Regions from separate parts of the Mus musculus genome. Here region 2 is linked to region 1. A link is a contact called in public Hi-C data. All regions are on one chromosome and are shown on one strand. The core of a region is the stretch at or near the end of the contact, and the rest is flanking DNA. Distances in the headings are between cores, read along the strand shown. Region 1 has its middle 45 kb from the start of Fbxo33. Region 2 has its middle 130 kb from the start of Gm22673.

Evidence for each region. A called contact is a pair of places that touch in the nucleus more often than the background predicts.
Region 2: a Hi-C map of cortical neurons shows a contact between it and region 1, with 2.9 times the contacts expected there. The contact joins two enhancer-like sites. A contact is called at or near these places in 5 of 484 Hi-C or Micro-C datasets (cerebral cortex, cortical neurons, embryonic stem cells and 2 more).

Annotation. Positions count from the first base shown.
Region 1 is chr12:59,261,324-59,268,375 of GRCm38.p6, forward strand. No RefSeq gene overlaps it. Among named protein-coding and RNA genes, the nearest start is that of Fbxo33, 45 kb to the left of the region's middle. Within about 2 kb of position 4,513, at least 16 of the 459 cell types and tissues checked have an H3K27ac peak or open chromatin away from gene starts, as enhancers often do. A contact at or near this core is called in cortical neurons, where this site is marked.
Region 2 is chr12:59,795,604-59,802,655 of GRCm38.p6, forward strand. No RefSeq gene overlaps it. Among named protein-coding and RNA genes, the nearest start is that of Gm22673, 130 kb to the left of the region's middle. Within about 2 kb of position 2,653, at least 5 of the 459 cell types and tissues checked have an H3K27ac peak or open chromatin away from gene starts, as enhancers often do. A contact at or near this core is called in cortical neurons, where this site is marked.

The DNA.
Region 1 (7,052 bases), core at 3,263-5,762:
GCCATGAAGGGAAAAAAGAATCGTGGCACCAGAATTGCGTGAGTGTGTGTGTATGTGAGAGTGTATGAAAATGTGTGTGTGTGTGTGCATGTGTGTGTATGAGTATGTGTGTACATGAGAGTATATGAGTGTGTGTGTGTGTAGTCTCTGAGTGAGTGTGTGTGTGTGTGTGTGTGTGTGTGTGTGTTTTAAATGAAGGTTGGTGGTAAAGGGGAGAAGAAAGTAGGATATATCCGTGGGCTCTCCAGGAACATGACTTTATCCCCTCAGACAGAGCAAAATTGGTGTGTTACATTTATATAGAGGAGGAAGGAGGAAGAGTGCAGGGGATGCGTTATGCATTAAGGACTCAGAACCTACCTGGGGATGGCTAAAATTCACCTTAGGAAAATGGGAAGGACGGAACGCAGAGTCTGCGGCAGATAGGAAGCACATGAAGGACTCAGGTTTTGCTCAGTTGCACTAGTATTTGCAGCTTGCCTGCTCCTTATGCAGAGCCCTGTCACCACTGCCTTGCTTAACATATTGCTTCACAGAGTTTGGCTTCCCACCGCTTGCATTTCTTGTCCACCATCCTTGCTCTTACTGTTGTGCATGGCTCTGCTTCCTGGAAGTGCCTTTCCAGAGGCTCTGAGGAAGAGAACATGTTAGCCCTAGTTGTTTAAAGCAGGCAGGAGGTTTGTTTGGAGTCACCTGTCTTTTTTATACTGGGTAATCATATTTAAGAGATGTCTGGGGACCCTAATATTCATTAGGATCAACGTGGAGATTTCAGTAGATCACAGCTTCGACTCTATTTGTGATCCGGTATTATGTAAATAATATGAATAAATCAAATAATGGACCTCTAATACTCATTTGAATCTTAATGATACTAATGCATTATCAAATAAATTAGATCTGCTTAGTCTATTTCCTCTGAAGGCTGACATCAGACTGTATCAGTATTTTGTTTTAGAGTATCTTGTGACAATTAAGAGTTTATAAGCTATATGCTAATAGCAGCTAGAGATGATTCAGTTGGTAAAGGGTTTGCCTTGTAAGCACCAGGATAATAAAAATCACCTTGTGTATGCAGTGGCTCTTGCCCAATACTACATTTTACAAAATTTCTACCCTCAGAAGCCATGCAGAAAAAAAAAAAAAAAGCTGGCATGCTAGCAGTCCCTGAGAATCTCAGGGACAAAGAGGAAGAGATAGGCAGGTAGATTCCTAGGGCTCACTGGCCAGACAATCATGCTTACTCAGCAAACCTCAGACCCAAGAAGACAAGTCTAAAGAGTGACAGCCAAGGTTGTGTTCCGGCCTCTATAAGCATGCACACACAACTACACTTGAACCAGCACACACACACAGCCGGCCCATTCGCATTATTTTTTATAGCAGAGTATACTAATATTATTCTCATAAATGCCCTAACAACTATTATTTTCCTAGGTCCACTACATTATATTAACTTACCAGAACTTTATTCAACTAATTTCATGACAGAAACCCTACTATTATCATCAACATTCTTATGAATTCGAGCATCATACCCCAGCTTTCGCTATGATCAACTCATAGATCTCCTATGAAAAAACTTTTTGCCACTAACACTAGCATTATGCATATGACACATCTCTCTACCAATTTTCCTAGCTGGGACCCCACCATACATATAGAAATATGTCTGATAAAAGAGTTACTTTGATAGAGTAAATTATAGAGGCTTAAACCCTCTTATTTTTACGACAATAGGAATTGAACCTACACTTAAGAATTCAAAATTCTTTGTGCAAAAGTCTTCTATGCTAATAGAAAAAAGGCAGCAAAGAGGAGTCCATATTTGTTCTTTATTCTGAATTTATATATATAGATTTTGTAAAATGTAGTATTGGGCAAAAGCCACTGCATACACAAGGTGACTTTTATTATCCTGTTTTTTGTTGTTTATTTTGCTTTCTTGCATGTTTGCTGGGGAGGGAGGGAGGGAGGGAGGGAGGGAGAGAAAGAGAGAGAGAGAGAGAGAAGAGGTTTGAAATGGGGTGGGTGGGCAGGTCAGAAGGATTTGGGAGGATTTGGGGCTGGGAAAACTGTGACGAAACTATAACTACTTTCAACAGAAAATAAAAAGGTTATTTATTCATTTTATTAATATGAAAGTTTGCATAACTGATTTAAGCTGTTTGATTCAATGTTACTCATTTTTTTTTATTAGTCAACTTCCATATGCATGTTTTGTGGAGATGTTGGGAATGTACATGCAGAAAAAGTACAATATCTTAAAATATTAAGGGGTTTATGATCTAGTTATGGGAGGCATGCATTGTAATAAAGTAAGTACAGTATATTGCATGGACTGAAAGGAGCCTTAAGCAGAGGATGGAGGAAGGTCCATGTAGTCCTTAAGCAGAGGATGGAGGAAGGTTCATGTGGTCCTTAAGCAGAGGATAGAGGAAGGCCCACGGTGGTCCTTAAGCAGAGGATAGAGGAAGGCCTACAGTGGTCCTTAAGCAGAGGATGAAGGAAGACCAACAGTGACCAGTGGAGCCACTTGTCCAGGGATGAGAACCCACTTGTGAAAGAAGCTTTTCTGTTTTTTTAAAAAGATTTATTTATTCATTTATTATATGTATCTACACTGAGGCTGTCTTCAGACACTCCAGAAGAGGGTGTCAGATCTCATTACAGATGGTTGTGAGCCACCATGTGGTTGCTGGGATTTGAACTCAGGACCTTTGGAAGAGCAGTCAGTGCTCTTAACCGCTGAGCCATCTCTCCAGCCCAGCTTTTCTGTTTAAATGGTTCCTGAATACTGAAAGGCAAGGTGTTAATATTAATATAGCTGTTAGTAGCCAGGTATGGTGGTGCATGTGTCTTGGAGACAGAGGCAGTCATTACTGTGAGTTTGAGGCCAGCCTGTATTACACAGTGAGTTCAAGGATACCTAGGTCTATATAGAGGGACCCTGTCTCAAAAAACAAAACAAAAAACAAAATAAAACAAAACAAAATGAAATAAAACTTTTAGGAAAAAAAAGATTGCTGTAGTGGGCCTTACACACAGTTGTTGGTTATGGCTAGCATATGCATGTCAGCATTGCACCTTTAGGGCCTTCCTGCCTTGCTGGTCACTGCAATTCATAGGCATCAGAACTGGATAGGATTATTAATTTCTTCTCCTCTTTGTCAGCTTGCATAGTACTTTCTGGGAGAGAAATATTTCCTTGTATTAGAAACCTAGCTAACTACCCCGGGATGGAGAGTGAGGTCATGGATCTTAGAAGAGAGCTTACTATTGACCCTTTACTAGGCCAGCCTAATTTCCAACTAGATCTTAAAACTTATCCTTATGCCCATAGGTAAGTGTAGTTCTCGCCTCTCATCAAATATGCTTCTCTTTATAGCACATGGAGATCAATGCAGAAAAACACAACTGAACACAACTCGGAGACCAGTGGACTGGGGAGCTGAGTTCCAACTGACAAATCTACACCACAGATCCTGAATCTAAGGTCAAAAGAACATTGAGAAATTTGGGGAGAAAGAATTTAAGACCCAAAGGTCCAGAGACTCTCCTGTGAGACTGTGTCTTCTAGAAATGGCTGCCTAAACAGGGCCTGAACAATGACAATACCATTAGATGTGCCAGCAAGGAAGTAGCGGAAGTCTCATTGGGTCCAACTCCTAGACACAGACCTGTAGTCATCTAATGACTGCCAAGAGAGGAGGGGTTAGAACCACCTAATTGGTTTCTCAATACAAAGTGCTCAGTGCTGAAGTCACAGACACATAAACAAGAGAAAATGATTCAGCAGAGTGTAGTTACATGTTTGTGAGTGAATATATAATATATATGTAGCAATAACGGTCAAAGGAAAAAGCCACCGATTTGAGAGGGAGCGAGGTGTGGGAGGGGTTGGAAGGACTATAGGGAAGGGGAGAAGTGGTGAAATGGCGAAACTATATTTTTATTAAAATATATTTAAAGAAAAAAGATTGCTGTTAGCATGGTTTCTGGGTCAGAGCAGTGCAGAAATCTTGAGAAGGGCTTCAGAGTCCCCGCAGGCCTTGGAATGGGGTGTCCATGCCAGTTCTATGCGGCTCTCTTGGGGTCCCAGGAAGAATGAGAAGCGGGGGGGAGGAATCAGACATCACCATATGATGCTCAAACGGGCAAATCTGTATTCCTATAGAAAGGAGGAATGAGTTAGAGGAAACGCGTCTTCTGAAGAATTTAAGGTTCTAACCAGCAGTACTGTTTTATAAACACCAGCAGGTGGCAATGTGACCCCGTGGAAAAAGCTGAGCCCGTCTTTTCTGAAAATTCCAAACCTGGTAACGAGGGTCCTCTGGGTTAAAGATGGATAAGAAAAAGTGCTTTTGAAATTCTCCTCTGCACAAATCAGCCTTTCCTCGAATAAGGTGATGTCTGATTCCTCCCCCGCTTCTCATTCTTCCTGGACCCCAAGAGAGCCGCATAAGACTGGCACGGACACCCCTATTCCAAGTCCTGTGGGGACTCTGAAGCCCTTCTCAAGATTTCTGCACTGCTCTGACCCAGAAACCATACTGAGCTCCCTGCTTGATGTCCACTAAAAGCCTTTTCACATAAAACATTCATGAGTGTAAATGCCTTCTGTGCAGATTTGGGAAAAGGATAGCGGCAGCGATTTCATAGCAGCGAGAAGCAGCCTCTAATGGACTCCGCAGCCCCTCTGCTATCCTGGTCCTAAGTCACCTGTCACCATGGAGTTTTACTACACTCTTCCATTTCAGTCTTTCTCTGGATGTCTCCTCTATCCCTCTGCTCCACCAAGGAACTTAGATTCCTCTTTTCCACCCCCTCCCTCACCCCACCTTTCTCTTCCTGGTCTTTTCTCAGTCCCCTCCTCTCTCCTTTCCTCTCTGTCTTTTTCTGCTTCTCTTCCCAAAGCCAAGGTGCTCTGTGGCAGAAGGACCCATAGGTAGCATGGTCCTTCCTCTCTTAGTTTATTACCTTGAAACACAAGCAAACCGGCTGTTTTCCATGTAATTAATGTTGTGTTTTATAAAAAAGAAAAAAAAAAAAAAAAGAAAAAAAGAAGAAGCCAGGGATGTTTGGTGGAGGCGCAGTATGGTGTGTGTGTGTGTGTGTGTGTGTGTGTGTGTGTGTGTGTGTGTGTGTGTAGGGGGTACCTCTGCGGGCCCAGGCTGAGGCATTCCTTTCCCCTAAGGTACCAGCCACACCAGGTATAGTATAGAGTTTATTTAGGGCATGGGTAGCAGGTTGAGAGGGTAGTAGAGACAAGCGGGGTGTGGGGGTGGGGGTGGGGAGAGGGGGAGGGAGGGAGGGAGAGAGAGAGAGAGGAGAGAGGCTGGCCATGAAGGGGTGGGGTGGGAAGAAGGGACAGAGAGGGAAGAGGGTAAGAAAGGAAGAGCAAGAGCAAGAGAGGGTGAGGAAGGGGCAAGCAGCCCCCTTTATAGTGAGTAGATCCAATTTGCCTTAGTCAGGGTTTCTATTCCTGCACAAACATCATGACCAAGAAGCAAGTTGGGGAGGAAAGGGTTTATTGAGCTTACACTTCCATACTGCTGTTCATCACCAAGGAAGTCAGGACTGGAACTCAAAGGAGGTCAGAAAGCAGGAGCGGATGCAGAGGCCATAGAGGGATGTTCTTTACGAGGCACACTTGGCTGATGCCAGGTAACTGTGGGGTGGAATCTAGAAGAAATGCCAACAGTTAATCTTTAATAAAGACTCCCCACTCTTCATCCACAACTGAAGTGCTGGTTGCAGGTAATGGCTGCAAGTATGTTTTTGAATTATGATGTTAGCATTTATTAATGTTCTGCACACTTCCCTACATCTTCTGTGCACCTCAAAAATGAGTCCAAATTCATTTGCAGACCTGCAACCCTCTTATTTGTATACCTCTATCATCGATGCCATCTTTATTTGTCTTTTCCTTCATGGTCCTTTGACTGTGTGACTTAAATGTGATCTTAAGATTTCTGCCAATTTGTAAATTGTGACTGTCTGCTACTGGGGATCTTTCCTTTGCCCCAATCCTTTATTCAGAAGAATTTCAATCTAAAGAAAGAAAATGGAGTCGGTCACCTAGATTTTATAGTCTTATTAGCATTGTGCTATATTTGCCTCACTCATGTAGCCTAATTTTGACGTATTAGAAAGGAGACTGCAATCATCAAATACTTATTACCAGACGACTTTAGTGTGCACAAGTTACTGGCATTTAGTGACTGTTTTTTGTTTTGTTTTTGTTTTTGTTTGTTTTGTTTTGTTTTGTTTTTTTTTTTTTTTTTTTGAGACAGGGTTTTTCTGTATAGCCCTGGCTGTCCTGGAACTCACTCTGTAGACCAGGCTGGCCTCAAACTCAGAAATCTGCCTGCCTCTGCCTCCCAAGTGCTGGCATTAAAGGCGTGTGCCACCACACCTGACTCCTGTTTTCAGTTTTTATTATTTTATTTTATTTTTTAAAATTTATTTTTTGTTTTCAGTTTAAAAATTTTTTTTTCAATTTTTATTAGATATTTTCTTCATTTACATTTCAAATGCTTTCCTGAAAGTCCCCTATACCCTCCCCCTGCCCTGCTCCCCAACCCACCCACTCCCCCTTTCTGGCCCTGTACTGGGGCATATAAAGTTTGCAAGACCAAGGGGCCTCTCTTCCCAATGATGGCTGACTAGGCCATCTTCTGCTACATATGCAGCTAAAGACACAAGCTCTGGTTAGTTCATATTGTTGTTCTACCTACAGGGTTGCAGACACCTTCAGCTCCTTGGGTACTTTCTCTAGCTCCTCCACTGGGGGCCATGTGTTCCATCCAATAGATGACTGTGAGCATCCACTTCTGTGTTTGCCAGGCACTGGCATAGCCTCACCAGAGACAGCTATATCAGGGTCCTTTCAGCAAAATCTTGCTGGCATAATGCAATAGTGTCTCGGTTTGGTGGCTGATTATGAGATGGCAGTCTCTGGATGGTCCATCCTTTTGTCTCAGCTCCCAACTTTGTCTCTGTAACTCCTTCCATGGGTATTTTGTTCCCTAGTCTTAGGAGGAAAGAAG
Region 2 (7,052 bases), core at 1,403-3,902, 530 kb after region 1:
ATTTACCTAGAATGGCTTTGTACTGAGACCCACACAGGATTTAGTAGAAGAGGAAGGTTCAGGGTTACCATAGGCTGAAGATGCAGGTGACTGTAAATGTGGGAGACAAAGGAAGGCCCTGGTGGCAGATGAGCGAATACAACTAAAGAAACAAAGCCAATGGAAGCCAGTGCTTTCTCCATTTATACTTTCACATTTGTTTGTTAGACTCTCTGTCAGCTTCCTGCAGTAAACACTCGTGTCTTCATTTTATAGAAGAGGGAACTGAGTCTCGGGGTTAGTTAACCAAGACTCAGAGCTAAAAATAGTGAAGACAGGATTTAAACTGTTATATCTTCATAACTTAAATTTATTGTCAAGTAGTAGCAATAACAGAAGAGATGAAAGGAACCCAGAGCACAGTGGATATTGCTGATAAAGAGGAAGAAATCCAAGTGGGACCTTTGGGGTTAATTGTGCGTGAGTGTAAGAACTGTTGCAATCACAGCTCAAAACAAGCGAAGCAGAGGGAGCCTGCATTGTTACTAGGTTATTAGGATATGTCATAGGAAGAGGCATAGACTTTAATTTTTTATTTAATTTAGACGTGAACTTGGACAATTTGAGTATTTCTTTTCCTACTAATAATCACTCCCAACTTCCTGAATGTCCGTCCCTTTTGTAGGTCCCCCCGTCAGTCTCTGTCTTTCTCTGTGTCTCTGTATCTGTGTCTCTGTCTCCAGATCCTTACTCTCCAGCCATAGCTGGTTTGAAAATTACTATGTAGACCAAGCTGATTTCAAAATTCACACAGATTTCCTCAATCTCTGCTTCTCAAGTGCTTAAAAAATGCAGACCACTTCCTTGATGCTTCATTTGAGGAAGAAAAAAGTTTTCCAGAACATGTGTTAGAAAAACACCGAAGCACCATGTTTTCATTCTGTACTATTGTATTCATTAATAATATTTAGTTTTCTCATTCTCAGCCAATAATTTTTGGTTCTTTTGTTAATCATTTTGTTGGCAGGATAATAATTTTACAATAAATTATCTCCTGACGATTTTCAGGAGGTAACTGGCAAGTTAACTGTTTTAGCTACTGTTCTGTTCTGTGACAGAACATCATGACCAAGGCAACACGTAGAATAAAGCATGAAAGCATGCTTACAGTTTCACAGGGAGAGTCCATGGCCATCATGGCCGGAAGCATGACAGTAGGCACAGCAGGCAGGGAGGTGAAAGAAAGCCACATGTGATCCACAAGCACAGGACAAAGAAGGAGCTAATAGCAATGGTTTGGGATTTTGAAACTTCAAAGCCAACCGCAGTGGCACACCCACCTCCTCCAACAAGGCCACACTTAGTAATCTGTTCCAAAGAATTCCTCTAACTCTGTACCAAGCATTCAGACATATGAACCTACTTTAGTTAAAATTTTATTGCTTTGAAGGGACATTGTGACCAAGGCAACTCTTACAAAGGAAAACATTTCATTGAAGCTGGCTTGCAGTTTCAGAGGTTTAGTCTATTATCATCATGGTGGGAAGTACAGCAGCATGCAGGTAGAAATGGTGGTGAAGAAGGAGCTGAGAGTTCTACATCTTGATTGCTGGAAGGAAAAGGGGACTGTCTTCCACACTGGGCAGGGCTTGAGCATAGGAGACCTCAAAGCCCATCCCAACATTGCCACAATTCTTTTAACAAGGTCAGGCTATGCCAAGAAGGCCATACCTCCTAATGGTGCTACTCCCTATGAGCCAAGCACACAGAAATCTTGGAGGTCATATTTATCAAACCACCATAGAGCCTGCAGGTCATTTACCTTCAAGCTACTGCAAACACCTTGCCTTTGAATCTCAAGACTGAGTTTTGAGATGAATGCACTCTGGCTCTGTTCTTTGATTCCATTTTGCTGAACTTTAGATGACTGGCAGTAGCATTTGGAGTTTCCTGTAATGACATTCTAATAATAGCAGTTTCAAGTTGCTTTAATGAAAAAGATTCATTGAGTGCTTGAAATTGGTTATTTTGATACAGAGGATAACAGGTACACGTTCTTCGAGATCCACTTGCAGCAGAATTTCCTTTGTTAAAGTGACCCACTTCTGCTGCTTTTCTAAAAATCTATACTACTCTGGACTGTCATTTTTAGAAAGTGCATCGTTCAGCGTGCCTTTAATTGTCTAATAACGATATAAAAAGAAAAAACACACAGTGGTTCATTAGTATTGACAAAAGGACGGCTAAGCAATTGTCCAAAGGGTTGAAGAGTGGAGTAGGAATTGCTTTACTATGAATATATGTTTGAAGGGCATAAGGATTCTTTAGATGCCTTTATCTTACACATAAATCATTATTATTATTATAATGAGTCTCCTCTCACAGTAAAGGCCCTAGCAGCGATTGTTCTGCTTCTGTGACAGCTGGAATTGAGAATGCAGTAAAAGTGAAACGAATTACATTGCAGATGAATTGGGCACTTGTCAATTAAATAGAGAATTATAAGTAAGGCAAAAGCAGACTATAAGGTCTGATAAATATCAGAATCTCACTCAGGAAATCTGGATTTTAAATTGTTCATTTTCTACATTATTACCCTTTAGGTTATGCTATACAGCTTTCAAGAAAGCACCCTTCGGCCACATGGTGGCATCCTTGTAGTTATGATGGCATTTTAAAGCTAACTCCAAGCTAGAGAAGGGAATTCTTGACACATTCCATTAAATGTTCATCTTCAGATGAAGTGTACATGAAGCATTATGCAATTGACCTATAAAGGTATGACAAAACGTTAAATATGCGTTTTCCCTGTGAAAAATCTAAGAATAAATCTGAGCTTAAGAACAATTCCTCCATTCATAATGCATCTGCTTGCCTCTGTATCCGAGGGATTCTCCAATCAAGGACAAAGAGTGACTAAAAATAAAAGTGGGTACTCACAACGATTCAAGTAATTAGAAATGGCAATCTGATATACTGTTAAAATGTACAGTCATGAATGTTATTTCCCCTGACTGCTACAGATTTGAAGTCTTAAGCTCCTCCCTCTGACTAGTCTGAAATTCTTATAATCATGATGACATAGATTAGTTTTCATTTGAAACAATGTTTTCTTCCTGTTTTATGCAATCTATCTATCTATCTATCTATCTATCTATCTATCTATCTATCTATCTAGTTTTTCTGTGCTACAATCTTGGCTGTTGCTGTGTTTTATAAATAAGAAAGAAAGAACCAGGACATGTTTGGTTGAGGCACAGTATGGTGAGGTGGAAGGGGGTACCTCTGCTGGCCCATGTTGAGGCATCCCTTCCCCCTGAGGTACCAGCCATATGACAGATATAGTATAAAATAGAGTCTATTTAGGGCATGGGGAGGGGAGTTGAGGTTGGAGTAGAGATAGAGAAAGGCAGGGAGAGGCGGGAAAGGAGGGAGGGAGGGAGAGAGAGAGAGAGACAGAGACAGAGAGAGAGAGACAGAGATAGAGACAGAGAGACAGCGATAGAGAGATAGACAGAGAGGGAGGAGAGGCCAGCCAGGAACACATGGAGGTGGGAGGGGAATGGGAGAGAGAAGGAACAGAGAGAATAAGAGAGTAAGAGGGTGAGGATGGGGCAAGTAGCCCCTTTTATAGTGAGTCAGGCATACCTGGCTGTTGCCAGGTAACTGTGGGGCAGAGCCTAGAAGCTGTCCTGGTACTCTGTTTTATAAATCAGGCTGGCTTCCAACTCACAGAGATTTGCCTGTCTCTGCTTCCCCGATGCTGTGATTAATGATGTGCATCACCATACCTGGCTTGCATGTTTGTCTGTCTATCTATCTATCTATCTATCTATCTATCTATCTATCTATCTATGTATCTATCTATATCTATTGCCTTGTCGGAATGGTGCTTGGAGTGAAGATTGGACCCAGGCTTATTCTTGATGATGCTGAACTTCTAAATAACTCTGGGGTTTGTGCTCTGGAATCATTGTCTCTGTGCACTGACACTGAGACCAACATGAGGTCCGGGTGCAGATTTAAGCATCTGTGAGAGGTTTCTCTGTAGGATCTTAGACAAATAACAACATTGTCTCTCTAACATTGTCTTTCCTCTTAGATTCCCCTCCCCTTTCAAAGAGGAAGATAAGTGGGCTTTTATTTTCTTCCAAAAGCCCCTCTCTTCTATTTTTATACTTTGTGCTAAAAGTCATTGAAAACATTAGCTTCTTGTTTAATCTTGGAGTTATTTTAAAAGATAGAATAAATTGAACATTCTTAGGAAAATATAGACTTAAAAAATTTTCCACCAAAGGCTTCTTTATTTGGGTTTGTGGCTTGGTTGATATATATTTAAAAAAATCTCTCAGGCAAGTTATGGAATTAAAAATCATAGATATTAGATAGCCTAGATATATTTCTGGCTTAAAACATGTCTGTATTCTACATAATCAACACTCTGTAGTTTATTTAGTCTTAAAATTTAAATTTCTAGAATTTGAACTTAGCTAACCTGTTGTTTCTGCATAGCCAGTTAACAATATATTAGAAGGCATTAGTTAAATACTTAGATTCCAGTAACTCATGACGTTGTCCATTTCAGGTTCACAAATCAATTGTTTTAAATCATTTGTATTTTATCCAGAAAGTAACTAAAAGAGATAAACACACCAATTGAGAAAGTATGAGGATTGGAGAGAATTAAATGGTTATGGGGCCATTGCTTTCCCTAGAGGACCACTAAGGAAATGCCTGGTCAGCAGCAGGCTGTGACTGGGCGCTTAGAAATGGAACCGGAATTCCATCTAAGGGAAAGGAAGCTCTTCCCGGTTTATCACAGTAGCTCTTGAAGACCAAACATTACATTGTATCCCTAAGAAGAATAAGAAAGCTAGTTTATCATAACTTGTAGTTGCCAGTTGGCTTTTGGAGTAGAACCCCTGACTCCACAGACTTGTGCCTAATGTTTTATTTCATTTTTCTCACTGGGAAGAATAAAAATATAGAGTCCCATGCTTAAACATGAAACAGAATGTGGGTTTTTTTTTTTTCTAAATCATATAAATCAAACTTAAAGACTCGGCGATGCTGCATCTAGTTTAACACTGGTAGACACACGGATTAGCTAACTCTGCAGAGTCTTATCACCCACAAGGACTGTAATTGTGAATATATTTTCAGGGTAAGGTAAACAGATTAGTTATTGGGATTGTAATATTCTTCACAAAACTGTAAAGACAAATTCTTTGGGGTCTGTGCTTTAATGACATGGTAATCTGAGGGCAATATTGTTCCAGTTTTAATCCGGTGCATAGTAGAGAATCACAGTCATCATTCATGTTTTTTTTTTCCTGTCATTAAGAAATGATCATCTTGAGTTTCTTGTGTTTTGCAAATTGTATCTTGGGTATTCTGAGTTTCTGGGCTCATATCCACTTATCAGTGAGTGCATATCATGTGTGTTCTTTTGTGACTGGGTTATGTCACTCAGGATGATATCCCCAGATCCATTCATTTGCCTAAGAATTTCATAAATTCATTGTTTTAATAGATGAGTAGTACTCCGTTGTGTAAATATACCACATTTTCTGTATCCATTCCTCTGTTGAGGGACGTCTGGGTTCTTTCCAGCTTCTGGCTATTATAAATAAGGCTGCTATGAACATAGTGAAGCATGTGTCCTTATTACAATTTGGAGCATCTTCTGGGTATATGCCCAGGAGTGGTATTGCTGGATCTTCTGGTTTCCTCTCCAAAGTACTCCAAAGTTTTCTGAGGAAGCGCCAAACTGATTTCCAGTGTGTACCAAGTTGCAATCCCACCAGCATTGGAGGGAAACTCAAGAAGAAGGAAGACCAAAGTGTGGATACTTTGATCCTTCTTAGAAGGGGGAAAATACCCGTGGAAAGAGTTACAGAGAAAAAGTTTGGAGATGAGACTGAAGGAAGGACCATCCAGACACTTCTCCACCTGGGGATCCATCCCATAATCAACCACCAAACCCAGACACTATTGCAGATTTCAACAAGCTTTTGTTGACATGAGCCTGATATAGCTGTCTCCTGTGAGGATCTGCCAGTGGCTGGCAAATACAGAAGTAGATGCTCATAGTCATCCATTGGGCAGAGCACAGGATCCCCAATGAAGGAGCTAGAGAAAGTACCCAAGGAGCTGAAGGGGTCTGTAGCCCTATAGGAGGAACAACAATATGAACTAACCAGTACCCCCAGAGCTCCCTGGGACTAAACCACCAATCAAAGAAAACACATGGAGGGACTCGTGTCTCTAGCTGCATATGTAACAGAGCATGGCCTAGTTGGTCATCAATGGGAGGAGAAGCCCTTGGCCTTGGGAAGATTCTATGCTCTAGTATAGGGGAATGCCAGGGCCAGGAAGTGGGAGTGAGTGGGTTGGGGAGCAAGGGGAGAGGGGAGGAGATAGGGGATTTTTGGAGAGGAAACTAGGAAAGGGGATAGCATTTGAAATATAAATGAAGAAAATATCTAATAAAAATATATTTTAAAAAAGAAATTATAATCTTGGGGTCTATAGGATGGCTTGGTATGTAAGATTACTTGCCATGAAATCTGAGGACCTGAGTTCAGTCAAAGGAACCCCCATGGTCTAAGGAAAGAACTGACCCACGCAATTTGTCTTCCTCTACACATGTGCCATGACATGCAGGCACATGTGTGTGTGTGTGCACATACACAAACAAACAGATACATAGATTCTCACATACAAATAATACATAAAAATAAAATAAAATCTAGAAAGATAATGATTCCATTTGTGTCTTTAACTCTATATCAAACATCTCCTAAATTTTGCTAGAAGCAGACCTGAAGTTCACAATCCTCTAAATTTATCAAAGTATACACAAGCAGTGCCCTAAAAAGATAAGGCACATGACACATTTTTCCTTACCATGTTGAATCCTTTATTTTTCAGCATCTTTTCATGAAAATGAAGCTGCTTTAATTGGGATAGCAATAGAATTCCAATGTATCAGCACAATGAATATTCTACTGTGAGATGTGTGGTTGGAGAAACTCAGAAAATTCACTGTTATTCTTGTTTTGTTTTGTTTT